2 separate regions of the Mus musculus genome follow, and region 2 is linked to region 1. A link is a contact called in public ChIA-PET data. All regions are on one chromosome and are shown on one strand. The core of a region is the stretch at or near the end of the contact, and the rest is flanking DNA. Distances in the headings are between cores, read along the strand shown. Region 1 overlaps Lrrc6 (leucine rich repeat containing 6 (testis)). Region 2 holds the start of Tmem71 (transmembrane protein 71).

What was found. ChIA-PET counts read pairs in DNA pulled down with a chosen protein or histone mark.
Region 2: an RNA polymerase II ChIA-PET map of effector CD8 T cells shows a contact between it and region 1, with 75 read pairs. The contact joins the promoter of Tmem71 here to the enhancer-like site in region 1. A contact is called at or near these places in 1 of 39 promoter capture datasets (hippocampal neurons), 5 of 484 Hi-C or Micro-C datasets (CD4 T cells, CD8 T cells and Th1 cells), 3 of 115 datasets of contacts at active chromatin or transcription factors (CD8 T cells, effector CD8 T cells and embryonic stem cells) and 1 of 9 other capture datasets (adipose tissue).

Annotation. Positions count from the first base shown.
Region 1 is chr15:66,443,851-66,447,593 of GRCm38.p6, reverse strand. All of the region lies in intron 7 of Lrrc6 (leucine rich repeat containing 6 (testis)), which reads left to right. Among named protein-coding and RNA genes, the nearest start is that of Gm31006, 55 kb to the left of the region's middle. Within about 2 kb of position 2,108, at least 43 of the 459 cell types and tissues checked have an H3K27ac peak or open chromatin away from gene starts, as enhancers often do. A contact at or near this core is called in CD8 T cells, Th1 cells and effector CD8 T cells, where this site is marked.
Region 2 is chr15:66,559,262-66,563,004 of GRCm38.p6, reverse strand. It overlaps Tmem71 (transmembrane protein 71), which reads left to right and starts at 1,959. Exons shown (of 10, transcript NM_172514.3): 1 at 1,959-2,275; 2 at 3,643-3,725. The coding sequence starts at 3,686.

The sequences.
Region 1 (3,743 bases), core at 859-3,358:
GTAAGTGAGGCCAAGTAGAGACACTGCCGGTGGAGCACACACTGCTCTGGCCTCAGCCACAGGCTTGGTTTGACTAGAACATGTTGACCCCTGTGAAGGAGTTTGAGGAGTGTACCATAATGTCATTTTAGGAACGATTGAAGGTTAGACATCTTTATTTCTAGTGTACAGTTCTCCTGGTTTCTAGAAAACGATTCTGGCATATGGAAATCTTAGTTATCCGTGCATCCCATGAAATCTTGGACCATATACAGTTTTATGCCTGAAAACTGTCACTGCGTCATTGTCCTGTTTATGATATTTTCTTTGAAACTCTGCCACAAGCAGTCTGGCTGAAAACACTAAGACATTTCCTTCACGTCTACATTTTCCCTGGAACACATCTAGAAAGGATTCACAAGCTAGGGAAAGGCATTGCTAAAAATACCTCAGAGAGAGAGAGAGAGAGAGAGAGAGAGAGAGAGAGAGAGAGAGAGAGAGAGAGAGAGAGAGAGGAGAGAGAGAGAGAAGAGAGAGAGAGAGGAGAGAGAGGGAGGAGAGAGAGAGATGAAAATCCTTAAGTCTCATAGTCTCATAATACCTGAGCTACCCTGTCTGTCTGTCTGTCTGAAAGCTGAGAATTAGTGAGCATACCCACAGTGCCTTTTATAATCTCAATACAAATAACAAGCCTATAGGCTAAATCTCATTAGCTTCATTTCATTACTCAAAGTCCATTTATTGCCATCATTTCATTTGCTATGTCATTACCACAACAAAGACAATCTAGAGGCATCCCAGGCACATCTCATCTTCACAGAAAGCAAGCTTGGCAGACAGAATATCAGTTCCTTAGGTCAGCAGTAGGGTCACACGGTTAAGCTGATTCATCTGACTTGTCCACACTGGCCCAGTTGTAACGATGTCCACAACTGAGGCTCCAGCTTCCCACCTGGAATACCCTGCACACAGGAATGCAGCTCCAGACAGTAGGTCAGGTACAGCATATGCGGCAGTGCACGTGGAAGGAGCCACCCTCACCACATCTGAAGGTCCCAATGGGAAGACAATTTATCTTCAGCTTCAACAGGGAAGGGAGACTCCCAGAGCCATAGGTATTCTGGGAGAGCGCACCGTTCTTCCTGCCACGCTAACCACCCTCCCTTCCCTGAAGCCAGTTTTCTTAAAAGTCTCTACAGGAAATTACTCTTCATTGCCCTTTAGTCCCTCAAGGTCTTGGACATCCCTTCTTCTTCATGTGCCAGGTCATCTGTCCTCATTCCCTTATATTTCCTTATATCTATCCCAGTTTCTTTTCTTCCTGTCCCTTTCTACCATTTACCTGTATCTTCTGGAGCTTAAAGATCCAGCATCACTCCCTACATAGACGCTTTGTATCTATATTTAGTGACTAGGACCAGAGATTCTGCTTCCACCATTGACCACAATCTTACTCTTCACTAACCTCTAGTAAAATTATAGCCCACAGCAACATGGTGTCTACCTGACTCCCTCTCCCTAAAATCCTCTAGTGTCTGTAGAATGTTCACCCCCCTTTTAGTCTTCTACTTAAGCCCACCCAGTTTCCTAACCACCTGGCCTCTCAGCTCAAGTAAGGTCCTAACACCTAGACCACAATTTCTCTACCGCATCAACCCCATCCTCTGTCCTGGTGACCTTTGACCTGTTTTTCTCCCTTCAGCTTAGCCATAAGATTCTCCTTTCAACCTTCTATTTGCTGCCACGTCCTGAGCCTTAACCTTGTCAACTCACTGATCGTCATTCCCAGTGTCTCAAACTCCCTCCACTCTAACAGTCAGGCTCCATCCGCACAGAAACCCACTCACTCTATAGCTTTGCTCATTGTCCTCACACTGGGTTCTCTTGCTGCTTTGGATCTTCTATCCCTCACAGAAACTCATCCTCAGCTGACTCCTCAGCTCCCATCTTTCCCTCTGTCCACCATCCCCAAGCCACAGATCCCGGCATTGTTTAATCTTGAGCATCCTCCTCTGCTCAGTGTGCTTGGAGTAAAGCATCCACCGTTACCCACTGCCCTTGATGTAGGTGCAGGTACCACAGGTCTCAAGTCACCCGTGGTTTTCCTGTACTGTCACTGTAAACATTTGCTCAGTCACTTGCAGGCAAAGGTCACACCTCTTCCTGTTCCTCATCTCCAGCACTGTCTTAAGTACCACAGACTTAACCAAAGACCTTGTTTCTTTATTCACTGGAACAACAAAATCAACCAGGCAACTTGTGTTTCCTGTGGTAGACAGCATGCTCATGCTGTGATGGTTCTGCCGTCAAAACTCAGCCCCCTTGCTAGCTCACTATCCAGCTTCTTTAATTATCCAAGACTTAGCTTCCCAGGGTCCCCTGCTCTCAGCATCATTCCTTGCCACTTCACTGGACCAACAGTACCAGCATACCAGCATATTTTAGTAACTTTAATCTTAAAGAACAAAACTAAGACATGCCCTCCCCCCACCTCTCCAGTTTCTGTCAGCCTCTGCTTCTCTGCCTTAAGCTGCAGCCAAATTTCTTAGCAGACTTGTCAGTACTCAGTCTTTGACGTTTTACTTCATATTTCATCTTGAAGCCACTTCTGAATATTGCATTATCCAAAAACTTCCTTTAGTCGCATCATTTGCACAGTGATCATTTATAGCCCAGGTATCATCTTATTCTACCTTGGGAACTTGGATGGAACAGAGAGTCTCCTGCTTGTTAAAGCAGGCTCTTGCTATTATATTTGGGTAGATCTTCTGCCTTACCTGCTATGAGCTTTAGTTTCTTAGCTGTCCCTGTTTTTGTCCTGTATTTTCTGGGCCACGACTTCTTCAAATCCTATGACTTTTCTAAGCACAGAGAAGGACAGTGGGTACAAAGTCTTCCACCCCTAACCAAGCAGCTATTTGCAGTTGATACCCGCTAGGAGAGGAAAAATCAGTTTTCTCCAATGGGGTGGCCCTGGGTGTGTCAATCACACTCCAGGACATGCCCTGTGCTCAGAAATAGTTAACCAACGCAAAATAGACTCCATGCTTTTACTGTTGTTACTATGGCTTTCTCCCCCCTGTTTTGTTTCGTTTTAGAGAGAGGGGGGGGGAGAGGAGAGAGAGAGAGAGAGAGATAACGAATATGGGGGAGAAAAATGATGAAAAAATTAAATGTGGCAAAAGTAAATACCAAAACCCATGTAGTCTAGCTTTGACTACAGTGTTCACATTCCTCAGAACAAGGTTCTGCCTCTTCCCTGAGTTCAAGGCATCTAGATTCAATTAGCTAGGTGGCATTAGTTTGTTGACCTACATGATTGAAGAACAACAACTGCTTTCCAGCTCCCTACATTCTCCTCTCCATCCCCCCACCCAGACATCCTTACCTCCCACTGTCTCCATCTCAGTAACAATTATCTACCCATTGGCACTAAAACCCAAATCCCTTGGTTCCTGATTTTCCTCTCCCTGGCCTTTATTACTGATCTCCATATGCTTTTATATCAACATTACCAGAGTCCAACTATTCATCAACTCCTCCACTTCTATCTTAGGGTGAGTCAATGTTTCCTTTTACCTAGAAAGTTCAATGCCTTGATAAGAGTCTCTGTGATTCATCTTTTGGCATGCTTTGCTATTCTCAGATGAAAAAAGAGTCAGTTCAGAAAGGACACAAATGTTGCTTTTTTTTTTTTTTTTTTTAAAGAAAAACTTCTGGAAAGTGCCTACAACACATTCCTTGGTGCAAGGGATGATGAGAAA
Region 2 (3,743 bases), core at 710-3,209, 120 kb before region 1:
GAAATTTTTCAGTTAAGACTTCTGTCTCAGTTGACTCTTGGTTGTGCCAAGCTGAGAGTCCAACTAGGCAAGCACATGGACCTTCACATAACCAGACAAGGCTCATGCTCCATTAACACATTTCACATTCTGCACAGGTTGCTGGGTAGAAAATGAAGTGGAAAGAGTTCTGGAAAAAAGCTCAGCTTAGCCATGGTGACCAATTACAAAGTCACCACCTGAGGAAATAAAAGCATATCACTATAAACAACTAAGTTTTGGATACTTATTTTACTGTGGAGTAATTTCTGTATTAGAATGACATCCCTGCCACTCTTTCCAGATTATTAGCTTTCCCAGACTCTGACCAGAAGAACAATGTCAGGCCCTGATATAATTCTGTAGTGTGTGTGGCAAAAAGCCCAGACTGAGGTAGCTGGTAGTCATGCAACTCATACATTTTTAATTTCCTAGTATGTACTAAACCTCATACTACACCATGATATATAACAAGAAAAGAATAGATAGACCTTAGGCTCTGAAGTAAAGCAGGAGATGGAACATAGAAAGTCTCTTGGTTCCTTAACTGTAGCTATGACGCACACTCCAAATAAAAATTGTAGAGAGCTGTGGCCTTCATAACTTGATCTAGGAGAGGTCATGTAGAAGGAGTTGCTTAGGAACAAGATGTAGAAACAACGGTAGTATGTTTAAAGACTCCAAGGTGAAAGCAAACCTGAACAAGATGAAAGGCTGAAGATCAACATGGTCAAACTTTAGAAGATAGAATGTGTGCAGTATGAGGCTAAAACTTGCCTCATAGGCTGCAGGGGTGATTTTGAACTTATTATGAGAGAGGAGCAAAGATGAAGGTTTTAATTTAAGGAATGACATAATCAAATTTACATAGTGAGATATGTATGTGCATAATGTGTTGGATAGAGGCCAAGTAGACAGTTGGAATGTTAGCATAAAATACAGTCAGAATGAGGTAGTAAGTGGAGTCCCAGGGAGAGACAATGGAGGTGGAAAGAATGTGGGATTCTGCGTAGGAAATAATACTGATATCTCCTAACATCAAAAATAATCTCGGTAGCAATCCCCAAGAATTAATAACACAAACTCTCCACCATCCTGATCAAGCTCTCCAAAGAGAAGTCAATTCACAAAATCCAATAAGGAATACATCTTGCACATTCCCTCAGGTACCCAGCTATTTCTTTCTTCTTTCTTCTCATTTGATTCTGCAGGCCAACCTTGGGGCTATAGATTATTACATTTAAATTTGAGAAAATTGCAGCTCAAAGATGCTAAGCCACAAGTCTGAGGTCCCAAAGCTATCGTGAAAGACCATTTTAATCTTAGCCTGTCTATGCCAGTGCCTGGAAAATGAAGAAGTGGATGCTCACAGTCATCTATTGGATGGAACAGAGGGCCCCTAAAGAAGGAGCTAGAGAAAATACCCAATGAGCTAAAGGGGTCAGTAACCCTACAGGAGGATCAGCAATATGAACTAACCAGTAACCCCGCCCTCCCCCCAGAACTGTGTCTCTAGTTGCATATGTATCAGAGGATAGCCTCATAAAAATCACATTATTATAGATAATATATAGCTTTTATAGCATCCTGAACTTGATAGCGTTGATGCTATCTTTGATATATTTAGGTTAATTGGACCAAGAGCATAATAACTGTATGCTACTCATAACTGAATATAGCCAGAAAATGTCAAACAGGAAACATGGCTTAAATTTTCTCATGTTAATATAGTTTGAGGTGACACAGAAGCTCTGAGAAGCATCCCTCAATGATCACAATGTATGGAGTTGACCTGACTCTGGGTTGCCTGTTCCCTTCTGATGGTCAAGAAGATCTGCTGTATTTACTCTGTGAACACCACTGATGCGATCGTGACAGGAAGTATGACCTCATTCTGCTGCCCTGCCTCTAGTTCGGAAAGGCTGATATTGAAAGTAAACAAGGCCCGTGAGACTAACTCCCAAGAATGACAAGCTATTCTATTCTTGGAAGCAGCTGAAAGATCCAGAGGCCCCTGACCACCAAATTGCCCTGTGAAAGTGGCAGAGACATGGTCATCTCCAACCAGAAGGGAAGACGGGGTGCTCTGTGGGAAGTCACTTCTGCACCTGTTGACATTCTGATGGGATTTTTCAGTTGAAGAACGGCTCGGTCCAGCTTTCTGCACTACCAACCACTGGGAAGCTTCGTATTTCAGTAACCCTCCTGTCATTTATCAGTCGGAAGAAGAGCCCGGGGACTCCCTGTGGAGGAATATGTATGAGCAAGTTATATTTCAGAACAGATGCATTGCTTTGATGAGCTGGTAGACAGAGTCTGTTTCTTGAAAAGTTCTTGAGCTGTGAATGCAAGTTGTTTTCACAGTTACTAATTCTTGACTAGCGGGCATTATGCTCACTGTACATGGCTCCTCGCTTTTGTAAGATCAAACAGCGAGACCTTGCTTTCTGCTGCACAATGCCTTGCCTTAAAACTAAGCTTACTGCCTGAGGAAAACTAACATATAGTCATTTGGACTGGACAAAGTCTTATTGTATTACTCAATGCTGAAATCACAAGGAACATGCTAGTATGTTCACTTGTATGGATATTATCTTTTTCAAACCAGTGATTTTCTTTTTTAAAAATGTGTGTCTTTATTTAGAAATCTTCCAAAGAATGCTAGAAAGTTCTGTATTATTTAAGACAATCTTATAAGCTGGAGTATATGATTCCTTGAAAGGTTCACTATACATTATTAAATAATCTAGTTTGAGCCTTAGAGTTGATGTGACTGATTTAATGTATTATGTTATAGCAATCAATTATTAGTTGACATGTTTATCAAAAACAGGGACAGAACTACTAGATCATAAAAGGCTCTCATGTCACCTTATAAAACTACTAGGGTCGTATTATACATATATACTTATATACATACAAACATATGTATATGTATACACTTATATAATTTATGTAATTCAGTAGCTACATGGAGATAGAACTATGTGATAAGAGGTAACTGATCAATATTTGCACAAATTGCACACTTTGAAGCATGCTTACTTTGAAATTGAAAAGTAAATTCTAAGCTTTCAGGAATGTGACTTTGTAATCTGGGTTGTGGTGGTCTATTTGTAGCTCAGTATAGCTTATGCTGTTTAGGAATGTTCAGACTGATAGCCACCACAAAAGCCTTGACCTTCTCCATGGCCACTTGTCAATGGCAACAATCTCCAAGCACTTACTGCAACTCAATAATGAAACTAGTTCTGCTGGCTGCTTTAAATACACATTTGTTTCAAGGACACTAGAACCAGCCTCTTTTTCAGATTTCTTAATTAAGTAACAAAAACCTATTTAATCTGGATGACAAATAAACCTTTGTAAGTATTGCTTTTCTCTCACAATGGTGTTGTTATTTACAGAATATTCAGACTTAAGGAATGAGACAATGAAAAATAGAATTTAAAGTAGGCAGCCCCACACTGAAGTCCCACAATCTGGTCTGCTTCTCCAATCCTACATCTCTGTACTATTTCAGCAAACAAATCTGACTAGTGCAATTAGTAGACGCCATCTGTTTGGCATCATTTGTCTATTTTTAATATATAGTCCATCTTTTTTTTTTAACGTCTTTTGCAGAAAAAAAAAAATCTGTGAAGTTTGAACAAGCGGCCTTCTCAAGATGTACCGAGACTCTCCACTGATGTCGACACCAGTAGCAAGTAAATGTGAAACTGCTC